Linked DNA regions of Mus musculus: region 1 is linked to region 2. A link is a contact called in public HiChIP or PLAC-seq data. All regions are on one chromosome and are shown on one strand. The core of a region is the stretch at or near the end of the contact, and the rest is flanking DNA. Distances in the headings are between cores, read along the strand shown. Region 1 has its middle 70 kb from the start of Gm38388. Region 2 has its middle 14 kb from the start of Raph1.

What was found. HiChIP or PLAC-seq counts read pairs in DNA pulled down with a chosen protein or histone mark.
Region 1: a contact with region 2 is called in an H3K4me3 HiChIP or PLAC-seq map of bone marrow-derived macrophages, with 2.6 times the contacts expected there. The contact joins two enhancer-like sites. A contact is called at or near these places in 14 of 484 Hi-C or Micro-C datasets (the AML12 cell line, CD8 T cells, cerebral cortex and 6 more) and 9 of 115 datasets of contacts at active chromatin or transcription factors (CD8 T cells, bone marrow-derived macrophages, extraembryonic endoderm stem cells and 4 more).

What each region holds. Positions count from the first base shown.
Region 1 is chr1:60,667,597-60,671,336 of GRCm38.p6, forward strand. No RefSeq gene overlaps it. Among named protein-coding and RNA genes, the nearest start is that of Gm38388, 70 kb to the left of the region's middle. Within about 2 kb of position 1,650, at least 110 of the 459 cell types and tissues checked have an H3K27ac peak or open chromatin away from gene starts, as enhancers often do. A contact at or near this core is called in bone marrow-derived macrophages and intestinal villus epithelium, where this site is marked.
Region 2 is chr1:60,578,510-60,582,279 of GRCm38.p6, forward strand. No RefSeq gene overlaps it. Among named protein-coding and RNA genes, the nearest start is that of Raph1, 14 kb to the left of the region's middle. Within about 2 kb of position 1,577, at least 79 of the 459 cell types and tissues checked have an H3K27ac peak or open chromatin away from gene starts, as enhancers often do. A contact at or near this core is called in bone marrow-derived macrophages and intestinal villus epithelium, where this site is marked.

The DNA of each region.
Region 1 (3,740 bases), core at 400-2,899, 89 kb after region 2:
ATAAAATCAATTTGGAACATAGGTTGATGGAGGAAAACTAGGTTTTTATGTTCTCAAACCCAAAAGAGGTGTCTGGAGTATTGAAATGGGGGAAACAGAATTGGATTAGGTAATTCGACTCATAAGAGCATTTTATTAGGGTGAAAAAATTTTTAGATAGTCTGTAACATAAAGGGTATCTTTATACAACCCCAAGGAATAAAATCAAAAGCTATAAATGTAAAAGGTGACCGATAGAAACATTTGCTCTTTTGCAACTAACAATCAACCTTTTAGAATGACAGACTGCTTGAGGCTTCTGCACCAGGCTTCACTTTCTGCATACCAGCTAATGTATGAGCTTATTTTCCACCCGACAGTCAGTCTTGAAGACACAGGAATGCCTTGTGGTCCTGGTCACTAAGTTTGGATGAGGTTTCTGCATTAATCTGCTCCTGGGGAGGGCACAAGGAAGCAGTGTCACCGTGGAACGTAATACCAATGTTTGTTCCCCTCCCCCCGAGGTGCGGTACTAGCAAGCCATTTATACACAGGGCTGCCCTTCTGAAAACAGGTAGAACAAAGGACATCCACTCGGAAGAAGCACTTTCAGTTCTTAGTCAAAGATAGCTTCCCTTGAAAGGTAGAATGTTTTTAAAAGATGAGAAAATGTGTGCTCTGTGGGACCAAGGGAATCTCATGCAAGGAAGCACAATCCATCTCCCCTTGCCTGCAAGGGAGCCAGATCCTGATTTATTTTTTGTTCACGATTCAGCAGAAATACAATGCTCCGTTTCATAGAGGCTTATTACGACACAATAACAGCACTATAATTTCCGTCTCGATGAAGGGCTTCCCTTGGCTTTCGGCCGGCTGATCTCACTGTCCGTTAGCGAGCCTGCTGCTTTGGACACAGGGGAATGCCTTCATGTGTGTGCATCCTGTGTTCTTTTAACGAGTGTTTTATAAATGGTTTAACAGCTGTTATTTACTGACGTGTTTGGTGTTTGCATATAGTCAGACTTTTGCCTGGTGGGGAGATTTAGATAGTCTGTAAGCCACCGTGAGTGAGGGTGCCGCTCACTTCTGTTTAGTGCACAGAAGACCTTTCGGCTCCTTTGTCTCAGGAAACCTATAATTGTAAAATTCCTCCTTGATATTATCATTCACACAGGCCCAGACCTAAATACCTAACTAACTCTCTCTCTCTCTCTCTCTCTCTCTCTCTCTCTCTCTCTCTCTCTCTCTCTTCTTCTTCTTCTTCTTCTTCTTCTTCTTCTTCTTCTTCTTCTTCTTCTTCTTCTTCTTCTTCTTCTTCTTTCTTTGGCCATTCTTGATGTTGCTTGGAAATTATAGTCAGTTAAGTAAAATTTTTCTGGAAATGGCTCTAAAGCTAGGAACACTGCTTATTTTTGTCTATTTTAACAAGTTTTCTTTTCTTTTCTTTTCTTTTCTTTTCTTTTCTTTTCTTTTCTTTTCTTTTTTTCCCAGAAGCCTTTGGACTCAATGCCCCACGGCTATCTCTCAGCACCAGGGACCTTTGCTCCAGGACAGTATAAACGTTTCGTAATTCTTGCTTCCTGAAGGGCAACAACCTGAACTCTCACACGTAATCCTCCCCTCTCCTGTGGACGGGCTTGGCTGAGGTGTGCTGCCTTTCTGCAGTGCCAAAGGGGACGTGTCAGAGAAGGGATGACTCCCAGTGCCAGTAATAAACAGTTGGGCGGCAGCCTTCTCTCTAACAGCAAAGCCAAGCTTAGCAGTTAGTCAGCTCTTTCTCCCTCCATAGTCTGAGCTGACGAGTGCGTAGCTACTGGTTCCAAACACTTTCCTCTTTTTGATTAGAAACTGGAAGTGCCAAAGGAGAGACAAGTATTTTTCACGTTGGCTTTAAGTACACATATTCAGTGAGTGCCCACTTCGGACCAGAGACTGTTCAAACCCCCTAAGTATTATCTTTCTTCACTCCTACATTAACTGTCAAGAAGATGAGTTTCCATCTCTATGTGAAATCAAGTCTTTAAGGAGGTTTGGATACTTGCCTCGGGTTGCATATTAGCTGAGGCAAAGCTAGGGCATCACCCTGCTGTCAAACCCACTTTTAATGTTTCCCCTTAATTCTTAGAAAATTCATTCAACATTTTTTGATCATTGTCACATGCCTCCCCCATCTCCTCCCAGATCCACTCCCAACTTACTTTGAACCTAACTTTGTGTTCTCTCTCTCTCTCTTAAAAAAATAAAATAAAAAAAAACCAAACAGGTCCAATTTGTGTTGTTCAAAAATTCTTGGGGGTGGGGCCTGCTTTGGATCTGGTTGATCAATCAGTGGTCACATGCTTGAAGCACCCTCCCACCTCTAATCCCCAGCAGCTATTAAAGGCTATAGCTCCATGAGACTCCAAACCTGCACCTTTAACCACTGCGCTATACTGCCTCCCCGTGTTAATGCATCTTTTATCTGTATTTCCAGCACTTTGGAAGATTGAAAAAACCACAGACGCCTGCAGATAACACGTTTTATAATAGTTTCTATGCTTGTCATTATCTTTACATTGTATTGTTATATTAATTACTATGTTACAAATGAAACAGCCAGGAAACCGAGCTAGGTTCAAGCAAATTCAAGGATTTTGAGCTCTAAGATACCATCGTAACTATAGCCTTCTGCAGCTTTGTGTCTGCTCCTGGTTCTCTAAAGCAGTCTTTTGTTTTGCACGAACACTTGCTATGGAGAAATATCAGCTGCAGGGAACAATTCACAACGGTACCTACTACCCACTCTCCTTCCTTCCCCACAACCTCCGGTCCTGGCAAGTGCTGTTATTTTGAATGAATTTGATTGAAAGAGACAGGAAACCCACATTTATTTATTTTTTTCTAAAATTTATGAAACAAAGCATGTTTAAGAAACCTGGAGTTATTCTTGGTTTCTGACATCAACCTTCAGAGGAAAGAAAACAGTGGTGCCATAAATTGAAAAAGAGGTAGAGGGCTCAGGGACACTTAGCAATGTCAAGCATCAGTGCCATTGTCTTCAGTATGGGGCGTTCTAAGGCATTGAAAACACCAGCCAACGGGAATTTCCAAGATTGTGTAATTCTCTAACGGAGCTGCTCTGAGTTTCTTTGACTGCTCACTTTTGACCATTGCCTCTGGGATGCAGGACCCATCCTTAGGCTAAGCTTTCTCTTTCCCAGCCTCTGCATGGTGACTCCTCTGTATCCTCAGATAATGATTTCTCTCTAGGTGCTAGGTCTTCCATTACAGCACATAGCTTCCTGTTAGAGGTTGTCCATATTCTGAGTTCGCAGCACTCTTCAGTTCTGTATTATTGGTGATACAAATAAAAAAGCTTAAAGACATCAAAATGACACCACCATCTCTGCTTAATGAAACATCTAATGATGTTCATAGAAGTAATTCCAGCAAGAGCATACATAGCACATGCCTGTCTTTCAGAGATAAGTCTAGGTTTGAGGACAAGGTGAAGGCGTGTATCCCCTTTGCCTTGTCTATAGATTCATGGAATGGTGTGTTCATGTGTTTCAGTATTTCTTTGTTGTCGGCCTGCTGTTTTATTCATTGCAAAGTGAATCAATGTACTTCCCTGTAACAGTACATAGACTCATTTTATTTTGTTAACAAGTGAGGATGCCATGCCATACTGTTTAGGGTGTAATAACTCACTGTTATCCCCAGCAGCTATTAAAGGCTATAGCTCCATGAGACTCCAAACCTGCACTTTTAACCACTGCGCT
Region 2 (3,770 bases), core at 327-2,826:
TGATTTAGAAACAAAACAAATAACCCCCAAGATGTAACAATATTCTGTGCCTAGACATTGATGCTTTTTCTCAGAAGTTCTAATGCAAGCATCATGGCTTATGCACTTCAAGCCAATACTGGGGAGAACACCAAACTGTGCTCTGGAAGTAACGGCAAATACTTGTGGAAATTTCTCCTCTTCCTTTTCTGCCTCTCTTTCTGCAGTAACTTTTCAGTATCCATTTAGGCTTTAATTTGGAGGAGAGATGCTGTGTTGGCAATAATACTGGATCATGCTGGATCAGGGTTAATATTTCCATTCACTGTTCTTGTCTTTATACTATCTTGTAGAACTCAAATAGTGGGTTTACTAAGGCACCAGGAAGAATATATTCTTTCAAAGCTTTTTATCTTACAGACTTTACAACCTACAGCAGAAGTTGGAAACTGGATATTATTAAAGCCATGGGGAAGCACTGTACATGAGCCCATGATAGGAAAGGCACACAGGCAATGGTGGTTTCTGTGAGCCTGGGAATGAATGAGTGAGGGATGAAATGACCACTCGTTTGAATGGGGCATCCAGAGGAATGGTATAGGATTGCATAGTTAAATGTACAGTGGTGTACTGAGGGCATTGTATGTGTTCCAAAGTCATTCTCAAATATCCTAACGTATGCTTCACCACAGGGGAAATTAAAAACAAAACAAAACAAATATCCCAAATAAACAACAACCAGATTTTTAAAAAAGAAAATACTTTCAGTTGTTGGTGAGAAGTTTTTTCTCATCTAGAAAAGAAGTCTTCTCTCCCTGTGATTTCAAACACCTGCATTCATTTGTTCTGGCTATCTTAATTCTCCAGTTCTCCTGTGTGGAATAAAACAAACAAACAAACAAACAAAAAACAAACAAAAGCAAAACCCCAAACTCAAAACTCCCTTTGTTTGGGTTTTTGGAGTTAATTTAATTTTAACTGAGTCCCCCATTCTTTGGGAGCAGAGATAACCAACTTTGGTCACCATTGGAGTTTTCCTCCCTTTTCCCTTATCTCCCTTGCTAAACAAGCTCACAACCATATACAGCCACTTGCCCTTCCACCATCAGCCCCAGAGGGGTTCCCAGGAAGTACTCACTGCCTGACTCCTCTCAATCTGTGGGTCATGACAGCTTTAAGGAGAGAGGTTCTTTCACAGGGGTTGCCTAAGACTGTCAGAAAACAAGCTATATACATTATAATGCATAACAGTAGCAACATTACAGTTATGAAGTAGCAATGAAAGTAATTTTATGGTTGGAGGTCGCTGTTGTATAAAGGGTGACAGCATTAGAACGTCGATGCTTTTACAGCAGCCTATGGACAGGCATCTCAGTGAGCTAGAATTGCTTAGATGTCTCTGGGGAGGCAGTAGAGAGAAATGGAAGCCACAGAAGGGCAGGGCTCTGCAGTCTCTTAACTTTCTATGGACCCACCTTCCTCCCTGGAAGCAAGCTCAGTTCCCCTTTCCCTCTACCAAGTCCAGCATAGGCTTTTCTGTGGGTTTAGGAGGTTGAAAATACAAACCCAGAAGAGAAGTATCTTGCAGGAAACTTCTGCTTTCTTCCTTGTGACACACTCCCAGAGGCAAAGAAGCACAAAGGGACTTCAGCCTCTGGGTATGGACCCGGAAGAGGAAGGCATAAATACCAACAATCTTCACAACTTAGCTGAGTTAACAGGAAATATGCTTTGCCTGAAGGCTTAAGGGCAAAGAGTTGATCAGCAAATTGCTCAGTATCCACCCTTCCTTACAAAACTCTAAAAAGTTAGCTTTGAGCACCTACAATCTGGGTCAGTTGATAGAGTTAGACATTTTCAATAGTTGCCAGTTGTGGCTCATTTCTATGATATCAACACTGGAAAATCTGAGGCAGGTGGATCGCTGTTAGTTTGAAGCCAGTCTGAGCTATGTAGTGAGGTCCAGGACAGCCTGGGCTACAATGTGAGACTCTATTTCAGAGAAAGAGCGAGAGAGTGAGAGAGAGAGAGAGACAGAGACAGAGAGAGAGAGAGAGACAGAGACAGACAGAGAAAGAGACACACACACAGAGACAGAGATAGAGACAGAGAGAGAAGACAGAGGCAGAGAGAGAGACAGAGAGAGAAGACAGAGACAGAGTGACAGAGACAGACAGAGGGAGACAGAGATAGGCAGACAGAGACACAAAGAAAGACACAGACAGACAGACAGACACACACACACACACAGAGAAGGTGGGGATAAATTCCATTCGTGACTGTTGGTGGAAAAGCTAAACTGTTTATTCCAAAATATGACTCAGCCAAGTTACAACCAGTTTTATTATAAGAAGGATATAAGACAGTTTGTAGTAAATCTACTCACATACATTTGTCTAACTTGCACTTTCTGATTGTCTTTATTCCTAAAATAATTCAGCACGGAGCAAGGGAAAACAGTACCACAAGCTTTACCAGTGCCCATTTACAGCTGTTGCAATAGCCTTTGCTCCGCAACTACTGTTTTCCATTTCCTAGATGCTCGCGTGCCTACAAAGGGAGATGGAGGAGCGTCCATTTTCTCAGGAGACTTTCTCAGTCTCTGCCCCTCTGCTCCAGTTTTGGCTGTGTAGTAGAAGTTGTAATTAGAATAGCATGGAAGCGTAGGACCATATGTATGTGTATGCTGCAAAGCTTCTTGACAGTCGCCGTGACAACTGAGAAGGTGCAGAAGCTCTGCATGCATCTTTAGGCATCTTCATCTGAACAGCCATCACATAGAGTGCGTGCAAAACCTTTTTACTAAGCAAAAGGTTTTCTTTTTTTTTTTTCTTAACAATTTTTGGCACTTTAATGCTTTTTATTTATGTAACAAAATGGTTTTCCTTTAGATATTGTTCCAAGAGACGATGCCCTTTAGCTAAATATCAGTCTGCATTTAAACTATCATGGCTCTTTAGTTAGGTGGCAGTTCCTTAAAGTTATTCTCAAGAAGACAGGTGCATTTGCTGTCAATTATCCATGTCTATCTATAGATCATGGCTCACAGAATCAGGGACACTGGAGCTACACGAAAGGGTGGCTAACTAAAGATTATTACTCTCTGTGTGACGTGAGTAAGTGTGTTTGATTCTTCTCCAAGGCTCCAAGAAACAAGAGAAGGATTTTATCCTCCAGTCTTCTCTAAGCAGCATAGCAACAGAAGACAACTGAAGAACATATTAGTGAGAATTTTTATCACATAGAAATGTGTGTTCCCAGTACCACACAGAACAAAGAGTTATAGATTGTTCCCTCTAAATTTTTGGTTTTGTACAATCTTCTCATTTAAAGCCACATCTATCAGGTACATATTTTCATTCATTCATAAAAACATTTATTGAAGTCTTACCATGCATTGATATACTCAAGGAACATAAGAATAAATTCAGTTAAGGGACGGAACATTGAGTTGTACCCCCAAAGCTGTCATGGGAGTCCAGCTTTTCATCGTAGAGGACTTGGGATCTCAGTGCTTCAGACTCTGTACCTGACAAAAGTCAGGTGCTTTGAAGATGACTTCAGTTAAATCAATGGAAAGCTGTTCATATGGGGCGTCTCCTGAGCATAACAGCCATGCCATCATGGAATAGCCATGAACAGCCTGGGTAGGTGGTGGGTAGAAGGGAGAACAAGGTAGGTAACACGGCTCTGGAATGAGTCTAGAGTTCCTGATACTGTTCTGTTTCCCAAGAGGACAGGAAAAATATGGATTCTAGGTCTGCAGTAACTGGAATGGAAATCTCAAAAAA